Linked DNA regions of Zea mays: regions 1 and 2 are each linked to region 3. A link is a contact called in public Hi-C data. All regions are on one chromosome and are shown on one strand. Each heading gives the region's core, a stretch centred on a gene start, on an enhancer-like site or on the middle of the called end of the contact. The rest is flanking DNA. Distances are from core to core; before and after follow the strand shown.

What was found. A called contact is a pair of places that touch in the nucleus more often than the background predicts.
Region 1: a Hi-C map of leaf shows a contact between it and region 3, with 6 times the contacts expected there. The contact joins the promoter of LOC100216804 here to the promoter of LOC100382817 in region 3. A contact is called at or near these places in 3 of 25 Hi-C or Micro-C datasets (ear, leaf and tassel) and 1 of 3 datasets of contacts at active chromatin or transcription factors (leaf).
Region 2: a Hi-C map of leaf shows a contact between it and region 3, with 2.3 times the contacts expected there. The contact joins the promoter of LOC109939959 here to the promoter of LOC100382817 in region 3. A contact is called at or near these places in 2 of 25 Hi-C or Micro-C datasets (leaf and tassel).

The regions. Positions count from the first base shown.
Region 1 is chr5:165,895,097-165,898,461 of Zm-B73-REFERENCE-NAM-5.0, forward strand. LOC100216804 (RNA-binding protein-like protein) reads left to right here and starts at 1,572. Exons shown (of 9, transcript NM_001143203.2): 1 at 1,572-1,831; 2 at 1,921-2,067; 3 at 2,161-2,500; 4 at 2,579-2,802; 5 at 3,291-3,365. The coding sequence starts at 1,775.
Region 2 is chr5:165,164,754-165,167,882 of Zm-B73-REFERENCE-NAM-5.0, forward strand. It overlaps LOC109939959 (protein ROS1A), which reads right to left and starts at 1,673. Exons shown (of 18, transcript XM_020538530.3): 1 at 1,461-1,673.
Region 3 is chr5:165,470,944-165,474,328 of Zm-B73-REFERENCE-NAM-5.0, forward strand. LOC100382817 reads left to right here and starts at 1,791. Exons shown (of 17, transcript NM_001361683.1): 1 at 1,791-1,928; 2 at 2,227-3,222. The coding sequence starts at 1,907.

The DNA.
Region 1 (3,365 bases), core at 322-2,821, 420 kb after region 3:
GTGTTTTGCATATTGTTCCTCAAGTATTCAATCACTGTAGTTGTTTCTCATACATTGTTTACTTATTGTCTCTAGAGAATTTATTCCTCTTGTTATATTGATTAAATTTACCTAGTGTTTTTGATTTTAGTCAAAACCGCCTATTCACCCCCCCTCTAGCCGGTGTCCTAGATCCTACACCCGCGCCCGGATCTAAGCACGGGACAAGGCCGCCCAAATGGAAGCGACCGAGCGACGAGCTGCTCACCTGCGGTGAGCAAGCGAAGCGGGTGGAACAGGAGGGGGCGCGGTGGAAGGGAGGACGGCGACCAGGCGGTAGTGGATGAGATCTTCTCTGGGTGGGAGGTAGGGGAGGTTTTGGGGCGGGGCGGCGAGAATTCCGGGGGCGCGGCGGCGAGATTTCTGAGGCCGGGGACAACTCATGGGGCGGGGATGGTGGAGGCCGGGGCCTGGAGCACGGTGGGGATGGAAGGGGTGCGGGAGGAGTATGGAAGGGGCGGGGGAGGCGGCGCAACGCACGACCTTCCATCGGAGCGAGGCGGAAGGGCGCAGACTCGCGGCAGAACCGTGCACCACGTAGTGGTGCGGACGTCTACAATAGCCTCTTAAGGAATAATAGAGATTATTAGTAGGGACTATTTGGATCTATCTACTAAATCTTTGTTTGGATCTTTAACGACTAATTGTGCGCTTGCTAATAGATCATAGCTAATATTAGTATGACCAAACTAGTAAGATAGTTATTAGTTAGGTATTGGCTAGCAATTAGTTGAACTCATTTACTCTAAAGGAGCTAATTATTTAGCCACAAATTATTAGCTTCATAGATCTCCTCATATGTTGCTAATAAGTTAGCTACCTCTGGTTTAGCTAATAATTAGTCTATTTACAGATTTGTTTAAATCCACTAATATTGTTTTTGGCTACTAGGTCGATCTAAACATGCCAACAACGCATATTGCTCAACAACATTTTATTAGAGCATCTTCAACAGCGTGACCTATAAAAATGTCCTATAATTTGAAAATAAGTATATTTTATAGAATTTAGGGCACCAACAAAACACCTCGCTCCAACAGTAAAGCTCTAAATCTAGATTATAGGGCAGCCCACTACGGTGTAGTATATTTGAGTCACTTGAGAGGGTGCCCTATAGTTTTTTGACAAAAAATTATGAAATAGGACATTGTTGGAGTAGTTTTTCCTGTGTAGAGTCCCATATTTCAATTTAAAGCACTAGTTTGAGGCATTGTTGGAGATGCTCTTATCATGTAAATCTTCGTTGTTAACGCTCGCCGTGTACATCGTTGGTGACCTTTTTTTGGGTGAATTAGGCGTCCAGCTACTGCTAGCGTGGTATTTAAGTTTCTTTCACACCTGGACTTGTTAGTTTTGATGTTAATCTATATGGATTAGATAAGATTGAATCGTGTTAATCCATGTAGATTAGATAAGATTGAATCGTGTTAATCTATGTAGATTAGATAAAATTGAAGCATGTCAACTATTTAAATCTGACTAAATTTCCTCCCATCCACGGAATAAACAGAAAAGACCTCAGGTTCCCAGACGAGAGACCATCAGATCACGGCTCCAGATCCGCCGTACGCATAAGCCCCAGCTGCCCTACCTGCGCACTCGCCTCCGCCTCCATCTCCTTCGCCACCAGACCTCAAGCGCGCCACACGCCGCCGCACGGGAGCCGCGCGCCGCACCCGCCGCCGCTTCTCCTCAAAACCAGAGGTCTCCCCACGTCCCCCGATCCAGCGTCTCCATGGCCGCGCCGCAGCCTGTCGCCCCCGCCTCCGAGGCGCCGCCGTCTGCGCAAATGGTAAGCAGCATCGCCGTTCTCTGGCCGAGATTTCAGCGGGATTCTTGCCGTGTTCCGGAAGCTGATCTAGTGTCTCTGTGCGAGCGCAGGTGGGCAACGCGTTCGTGCAGCAGTACTACCTCGTGCTGCACCAGTCGCCGGATCTGGTGTACCGCTTCTACCAGGAGGCCAGCCGCCTCGCTCGCCCCGCATCCGCCGCCGGAGCCGCCGGCATGGACTCGGTCACCACCATGGAGGTGAGCCACCGCTCCCGCGCACCCAGATCTTGCGCTTTAGTTTTATTTCGATCGCGATGCTGAGAAGTTTTGGGGCCTGCTGCGCCTACGCAGGCGATCAGCGAGAAGATAATGGAGATGGACGTGTCCAAAGCGGAGATCAGGACGGTGGACTCGCAGGAGTCTTTAGGCGGCGGCGTCGCTGTGCTCGTCACAGGTCACCTCACCGGCCGTGATGGAGTGCGCCGCGAGTTCTCGCAATCCTTCTTCCTCGCGCCGCAGGAGATGGGCTACTTCGTGCTCAACGACATCTTCCGCTTCGTCGGGGACATCCCTGCCTCTACCGCCGTTGAGGCGCAGCCAGAGGCGGTTGCTGTAGTCCCGCCTGTGGCTGCTCCACTTGCCAACGGCACAGCTACTCCTGCTGTGGAGCCTGCCACTCCTGATGATCATGGTGTGAAAGCAGAGCCTTCAGTTCAGTCGTGTTTTTCATGAGACGGATGGTAACAACACTATTCTTTCACTGTTTTAGGTGCCGTGCCACAGCAGGAACATCATGTTGTGGACCGATCACTGCCTCAACCTGAAGAGGACGAGGCTGAGGTTTACAATCCGCCGCAAGAGGAAGTAGTGGATGAGGAACAGCCTGTTGCTGAAGTGATAAATGAAGTTCCAAACAATGTGGCACCTGTGGTGGCAACTACAGTTGCCTCAGTGTTGCAGGAGGAGGCACCAAAGAAGTCATACGCCTCAATTGTAGGTTTAGAGCAAATTCTTCATGTTTTGCACTCATTTGCTGCTTATGCATTTAGCCTGTTCATGGATGATACAATTTTAGTCATCTTGTTTATAACTTTATCCTATACGACCTGCAAATTTTCTTTGCATGTCCACGGTTCAAAGATAAATGCTGGTTAATTCCAAAATCTGTTGGTACATATGAACTCCGCTAATCTGGAAGCATTATCCTGGACTCTGATCACTCTGGGAGAGAATTGATGTGATGTTCATGAGCGTGATGTATGCCTTTACTAACATGTAATTTCAAAGAGGATGGCAAGGAACTGTAGTGCAAAAATTGTTATGCTTGTGGATATGGTATTTCTTTGCTTTGAACTAACTGAATAGCCTGTTGCCTGTTTGGTAGAAGGCGATTTATTTCTACAACTGTGGAACATTAAGGTTTTTTTCCACTTTTTCTGCATTATTTATTAACAAAGTATTACAATTTCTCATTGTTGTAGGTCAAAATCATGAAAGAAGTTCCATTGCCTGCTCCTGCGCCTCCTACTAGGCCTTCACCACCCAAACTAGAGAAG
Region 2 (3,129 bases), core at 423-2,922, 310 kb before region 3:
GTCCAGACATCCCCCTATATATATGAAGGGGTAGGACCGATTGAGAACCCCCGAACACATTCCAATCGAACCTATCTACTTTATTTACCTTTCCTGCCCTAGGAGTAGATGTAACGTAGCTTTAGTTGTAGACTTCCGCATATCCACCTCCAACCTATTCGACTCTACGTTGTCTAGATCCGTCCTGGGGTGGCCTGCCGACCCCAAGATGACCCTAGGATCTTACCCCTCCTGAGGGGCAACATCTACTTCATCTACTTCACTCAAGACCTCTTCCTCAAATTGATCTCTTAATTCCAAGACGACTTTACGTCGTCTGGGGACGCCCGGGTGACCTACTGACCCAGAGCACCCTAAGGTCTCTCCTCCAGGGGGCGGGATCTAGGTTCTACGAGGAGAAGAAGATGACCCTGCGCCATCACGGACCGTCCGGACAGTGCGCATTGAATAAGCCACTTCTGTCGCCAGGTCGCGGACCGCCCGACCCAGAGCCACGGACCGTCCGCGTCGCCACAGCGAGCACCGCCAGGCGACCCGGCGACTAGTCATGGACCGCCGCCACCGTTCACCTCGCGGGGCCGAACTCAAGGTATTGCTCATCACGAGAAGGTCCTAGGGTTCATTGTTGTTTCGTCCCAAATAAGTGGTGGTGACTCAGTGCTCTAAAGATCTTCAACTTTATTCAACCCTACATCATCTAAAGGTGTCAAGTACTGCCAGACGGTTCATTATAGTGTTTGGTGACCAAATCAGCGCCAACATTTTCTATTTTTATAACTCCCGACTATGAGAAGGAGACCACAAATGATGTCAAACAACATGCATATCATAGTATAGTACAATGACACATAAGCAATAGCAGCAAACTCAGCATTTTATCACCAATGCAAACTAAGGAACTCAATCTAGCTCCCACAGTTTTTCCGGACATGTGCACCTTGGCCCACAATTCTCTCTTTTTTTAGAAGTGGCCCGCAGATTTTGATTCTCCAATGAGGCAACGACTAAGAATGCCTCGATACTCCAAATCGAAACTATATTGACATTGGGACACTCTTTCACGCAATTATTAGAAGAGTAATTCATCAGAAAAATGTCTAGGCAGCAGCACGGCGGAGCAGCATTCTATAGGAAATCCAAGAGCCTTCGCCCCATCTCTAAACCCGTTGCCTCCTCTGTTATCTCGCCTCTAAACCATTCCTACTGCGGAACTTTGGGAAGCCGAACCCAAAATAGAAATTGAGGCGGACAAAAACGCGATTCGCCCACCCAGAACACCTCCCGAACGAACCAAAACCTGTTCAGCGACCCAGAGAGGGAAAAAAAGGAAAACAGAGTGAGCTCCTCTCTCCTCCACAGGCGAAATTACCCGCGAGGCTCCCCGCAACACGACCCACATTTCGGCACGCAGGAGAGCGGAAGGCGAACGCAGACCAACCACATACCCTCCAGAAGCTCACCTCGACGGCGGAGCAGATCGGGCGCGCCCGCCGAGTCCCGTGGTCCACCCGATCTTCGGAGAAGCAGATTCAGCGGACAGCCCCAGACCAGGCCTCCCCCTCCTCCCTCTGGGCTCCGCGGACGGAGGAACTGCCGGGGGCCGCCGCCTGCCTCTCCCTCCTCTTCCGCCCGCCGGAGCCGCGCCTAGGAGCGAAGGAAAGCGAGAGGGAAACCAAAACTAGACCAGCAGAAGGGAGAGAGAGAGGGACGGGGGGGGGAGGTGGTTGGGTCGCTGCGACTCTGGGTGAGAGGAACCACAGTCTATCTAGAGAGAGAAAGGAGAGGGGGCACAGAGAGAGTGGGTACTAGTAGCGGTACGAGCTGTACAGGAATGAACCTCTCACTGCCTGGTGGACCCTCCACTCGTGCAGTCGTAGGGATCTCCCTGGCGCGCGTTGCGCGTTCGATGCATTTCACCGCCAGGGCGAGGCCACGGCCAGCCGGCAAGCCCGGCACGTGTTTTTCAGCTCGCACCGAGGTTGGGGCCACTGGCGGGCCGAAGCTCGGGACTGGCGGTGGCGGGCACGCAGTACGCCACCACCTGTCGCCTCGCGCGTGCCTATTCGCCTGGCCGATTCGTCCCCGCGGGCCGCGGCCGTTGAAGGCCTTCCGCTTCTGCGCCCGCCTCGCGGGTGGCATGAAGTGATGGCGCGCCTCGCGGATCGGACGGCTGGCAGGGCAGGGTCGATTGTTGGACCCGAATTCGGTGGGCGGCAGCGAATCTTGGGCAGGGGTTCGGTAGGGTCCGCGGGGGTTTTACGGTACTGCGGCCAGCAGCTGCACAGGTCGATACGAATCTCCCGCTTTTATAAACTCGTAGGACCCATGTTTGTCCCTACGCTTCCATTCTGTGGTGAATGTCTCGATACTTAAATCCAATCTATATTGACAAACACTGCGGCCAGCAGCTGCACAGGTCGATGCAGGGGCGGATTTACGACCGGGGCTGCCTGGGCTGCAGCCCCGGTCGCGGCCCAATAACGAGAGACCCAGCTTTTCAGCCGCCAGCCCAGCGCAGCAGCTTCCTCAGCCATCAGCCCCACATCTTCGCTACCCTAACCAGCCGTCCAGCCGCCGCCGCGTCGAGGAGAGCCAGAGCCGTAGCAGCAGGCACGCACGGGCGCACACGGCCACCGTCTACCGGCCACTGCCCACCGCGGCACGCTGCATGCCGGCACCGTGCGTGCGCGTCTGCGCCACCGCCCAGGCGCCCACGGCTGACGGCTCCACGCGTCCACGCCCCGACCCGACGCCCGGAGCACCGCCGCCGGCCGCCGCACGCCCACTGCCCGCTGGCCCACTGCCGCACCTCGCCTAGTCGCCTGGAGCCGCCGCCCGCCGAGACCGAGCCGGACAGCCGCCGAGTGTCCGACAGCCCGAGCAGGCGAGCAGCCGTGCGTGAGCGGTGAGCCCTTCTGCCCGAGTTTGATTTGATGTTCCAGCCGTGCGCTCCCTCCTGGGCTCCTGGCCTCCTTCACATTATTGGAGCTAGAGGAGCGGCCGACATCCCATCGCTCGGTGCCCCGAATCCAATCGCCTGGTCAAGTCTGTTGCTGCCGGAGGTAGATGGACGCCTTATCGTGCTTTGATTTGAAGTCTGTTACTGCGGCAGGGGCAGATCTCTTAAGA
Region 3 (3,385 bases), core at 541-3,040:
CGCACACAACCTCCCCCAGCATGCACGGCATGCGGTAGAAGCGGCGGGAGGTTGCTGGCAACTGTATAACCCTTCTCACCTCGATCTAGATCCAGCCACCTGCGCGTGTTACCCCTTCTTCGTGGTCGTTTGGGAGCTGTCATAGGTGCACCCGTGCAACTGCGGCCAGGAGCACGAGGTGGAGGCCGCCGTCGTTGTCCACAAGGCCTTCAAAGGCTACTTGGTGAGTTGGTAATATTGCCCGAAAAGAAACACATTCTCTCTCTCTATTTCTTTGTGTTCATGGTTCGTTGCTGTCTTTTATTTCCTTTCATTGAAAAAAGTAAATCAAAATAGTTCTGCGGAAGATGTAGAGGAGGAACTTCAAACCAACATAAGATCAAAATTTGATGAATTCAGATTACCCACGACAGAGGTTGCTCAGTCACCATAGTACACAGTCCACGACAGAGCAATCGAACGTCACCTAGGGATCGACGACACGTTAGGACGCGTCAGTGGTCAGCGCAGGGGCGGGGGTTGTAGATCGATGGTTTAAGTCAGCACGGCGCGGTGGCGGAGCGGGTCCTGCTCCTGCGAGTGGTGGAGCTGGCACAACGTGAGGAGGAGGTCGTGCAGGAGGCGACCGGCCCACGGCGCTAGTACCTCGCCATAGCGGCGGCAGAGCAAGTCCTGCGCCAGCAGGATCGCCTCGCGGACGCACCCTGCGCGCCGACGAGAAGGAAGAGGTCATGCAAGAGATGACTGGCCCATGACGATGGCGGAGCGGGTCCCACGCCTATGGGTGGTGGAGCTGGCGTAGCGCGAGGAGCCTGTCATGCAGGAGGCGACCGGCCCATGGCGTCTACACCTCGCCATGGCGGCGGTGGAGCAGGTCCCGCGCCTGCAAGTATAGGTAGAGGCGGATCCAAAAAGGTAAAGTGGGTCATACCCTGCTTAATTTTATACACCCTTTTATGCCTAATGGTTATTTAGTGTTAAGTGTAGAAAAAATTAAAGTTTCGTTTAGTATAAAGTCCGGTTCCAAACCTATAAAACTAATAGCTAGTGGCTAACATTAGCCAAGAGGTTTAGATGCCCAACCCAGCTAGAACCAGTTAACAATTAGCTCTAAAGGTGTAGAACATGGCCTAAAACAACCCTGTCATGATCCTCCTCATCGAATCCTTCCGGATCAGTCTGACCCTAATATTTTGGATACCATATAAACGAGTTTGCTCGCAGCCCCGTTTTTGCCACCGATCCATTTCTGATGCAACGTCGTCTGACTCTACGTCTTCTTGACGCCTCCGTCTCTTGCCCTGTTTTTACCATGACACTGATCCACTCCATAAGTTAGATCTAGCTTGTCGCAACAATATAATCTATCTTCGATGATTGATTAAATCAGGAAGCCATGACATTTATGTGATTTTCGTAAATTTTCGTCCAACGTCCGCCGATGTTACAGCAGATCGCGAAAGACTGGTATGTTATTGGCGGCGCGAGACAGGGGAGCATCATTATCCAGAGCTGCGAGCGGGCGCTCTCCACGCGGGTTCGGACGTTCGGTGCATTTGGCGCTTGGGATGCGGGCATGCGGCCGGTTCACGCGATGCGGGGGGCGGCAGCGCCGGGCCTGGCAGGCGCGGGGGGAGGGCGGCGCGAGGAGCGGATCCAGTGAGACCGTGAGAGAAGGCGCGGACGGGGAGGACGTTAACGACGCACGAAACGGTTTCCTGTAGAAAAGTAATCCTTTATAATGGCAGAAGAGAAAGGACGGAGCAAAACAGACCCCTTCTTTACTCTAACCATATCTGCCGCAAACCGCAACACACAATCCAGAGCGAGGTCGTGGCGTGGACTCCAAATCCTTCCTCTTCAGGACTCAACAGCGGAGTTCGCTCCGACCACGGGCCCTGCTGCCATGGCGGCGGCGGCAGATCTTGGTGAGTCCGGGCCACCGCGGTGGGCATAGCCGATAGGCTCGTTGCTCGTTCTTCCTTCGCATGCGTTGGTTTCTATGCTTATGCACTTGTAGGCTCACCTGGATTTCTCGTTTTGGCATTATTGTACTGCAATGCATCTACAAAAGTCTTATAGATATGCATTCATAGTCAAAGCAATCTATCTAAAAAAAATCTTACAATTTGAGTATTTGCCAGTTAATGTGCGGTGTCCGTGGTAGCGGGGAGCCTCCTTAAATCTGGTGCATCCATAATGATTTCTTTTCCTTGTCTGGATCAGAGCCTCAGTTGGGGATATCGCCGGCGACACCCGACATTGTCCGCAAGCTAGCTCGACCGTCCGGGACAACCACCGCAGTTGGCTATTGCTGCACTGCTCTGTACACCAGCACGGCTGCTGGCCCCGGAAAGGTGGACGGCGATGGCCTTGCCTCGGTGCCGTTGCATGCCCATGAACATTCTCAGTCCGCCGCACTGGATAATTTGGTCCAAGTGGACTGTGATCCCGTGGGCACTCAGGAGTCCAGCACCTTGCCTGCACTGGTGGGCGAGTCCTCTGGCAAGGTTGCACAGCAAGAGCAGCAGCACAAGGAAGGTGTTGATAGTGCCAGAGATGCAGGTGCTGCTTCTCCTGCCCCTACTTCTACTCCGGAGAACATGGAGCCCACACCTCGGAGGAGGGGGAAGAAGTCGACCAAGGGGGTTCAACGTCTCAAAGTGGCCAAAGATAAAGTGATGAAGCTCAAGGTGACCACGCCTAGTACAGTAAAAAAGAAGAAAATGACAGAGGATGATATTCAACATATTGGTGCCCACAGGTCTAATAGTGCAAGACGCAAGTTAGATTTGGATTTACATTCATCAGAAAGTAAAACATGTTTCAGCAGAGCCGAGCTGATGATTAATTTGAAGTGCATTGGCAAGAGTTATGGTTTAATCAGTGAACTGACTACACATAAGAGGAGCAAGAGAGGGAAAAAAAGGAAAATGATGGTAGGAAACAAGGAAAGTGGTCAGCTAGCACTTTTGCCTTACAACTGGACTACAACGGTTGCGGTATCACGCCCTCTAACTCATGTAAAGAAATTGCGGGCTAAGGTTTTGGGCCTTACTGATGAAACAATGCGGGTTTGTGCTGTTTTGGCAAATTGGAATGGGAGCGACAATGAAAGTTTTGAAGGTTTTGATATTGGCAATGGACCCGAATGGGATACAACAAGACAAATGTTTGAACAATTTGTGGATATATTCATTAATGCTATGTTTGATCTAATTGGTAATCATTCTATCCCTTTTTATGTTTTCGTTTGTCAAAGTGCAAAATGCAAGAAATATGACCACATTATCGTTAATAAAAAGTGTCAGCATAGAAGAAAAATGCCTTTTGTCTAACTTAAAAAAAGCTTAGGAAATGTTGCACTGTCGCAGGTAACTCCATA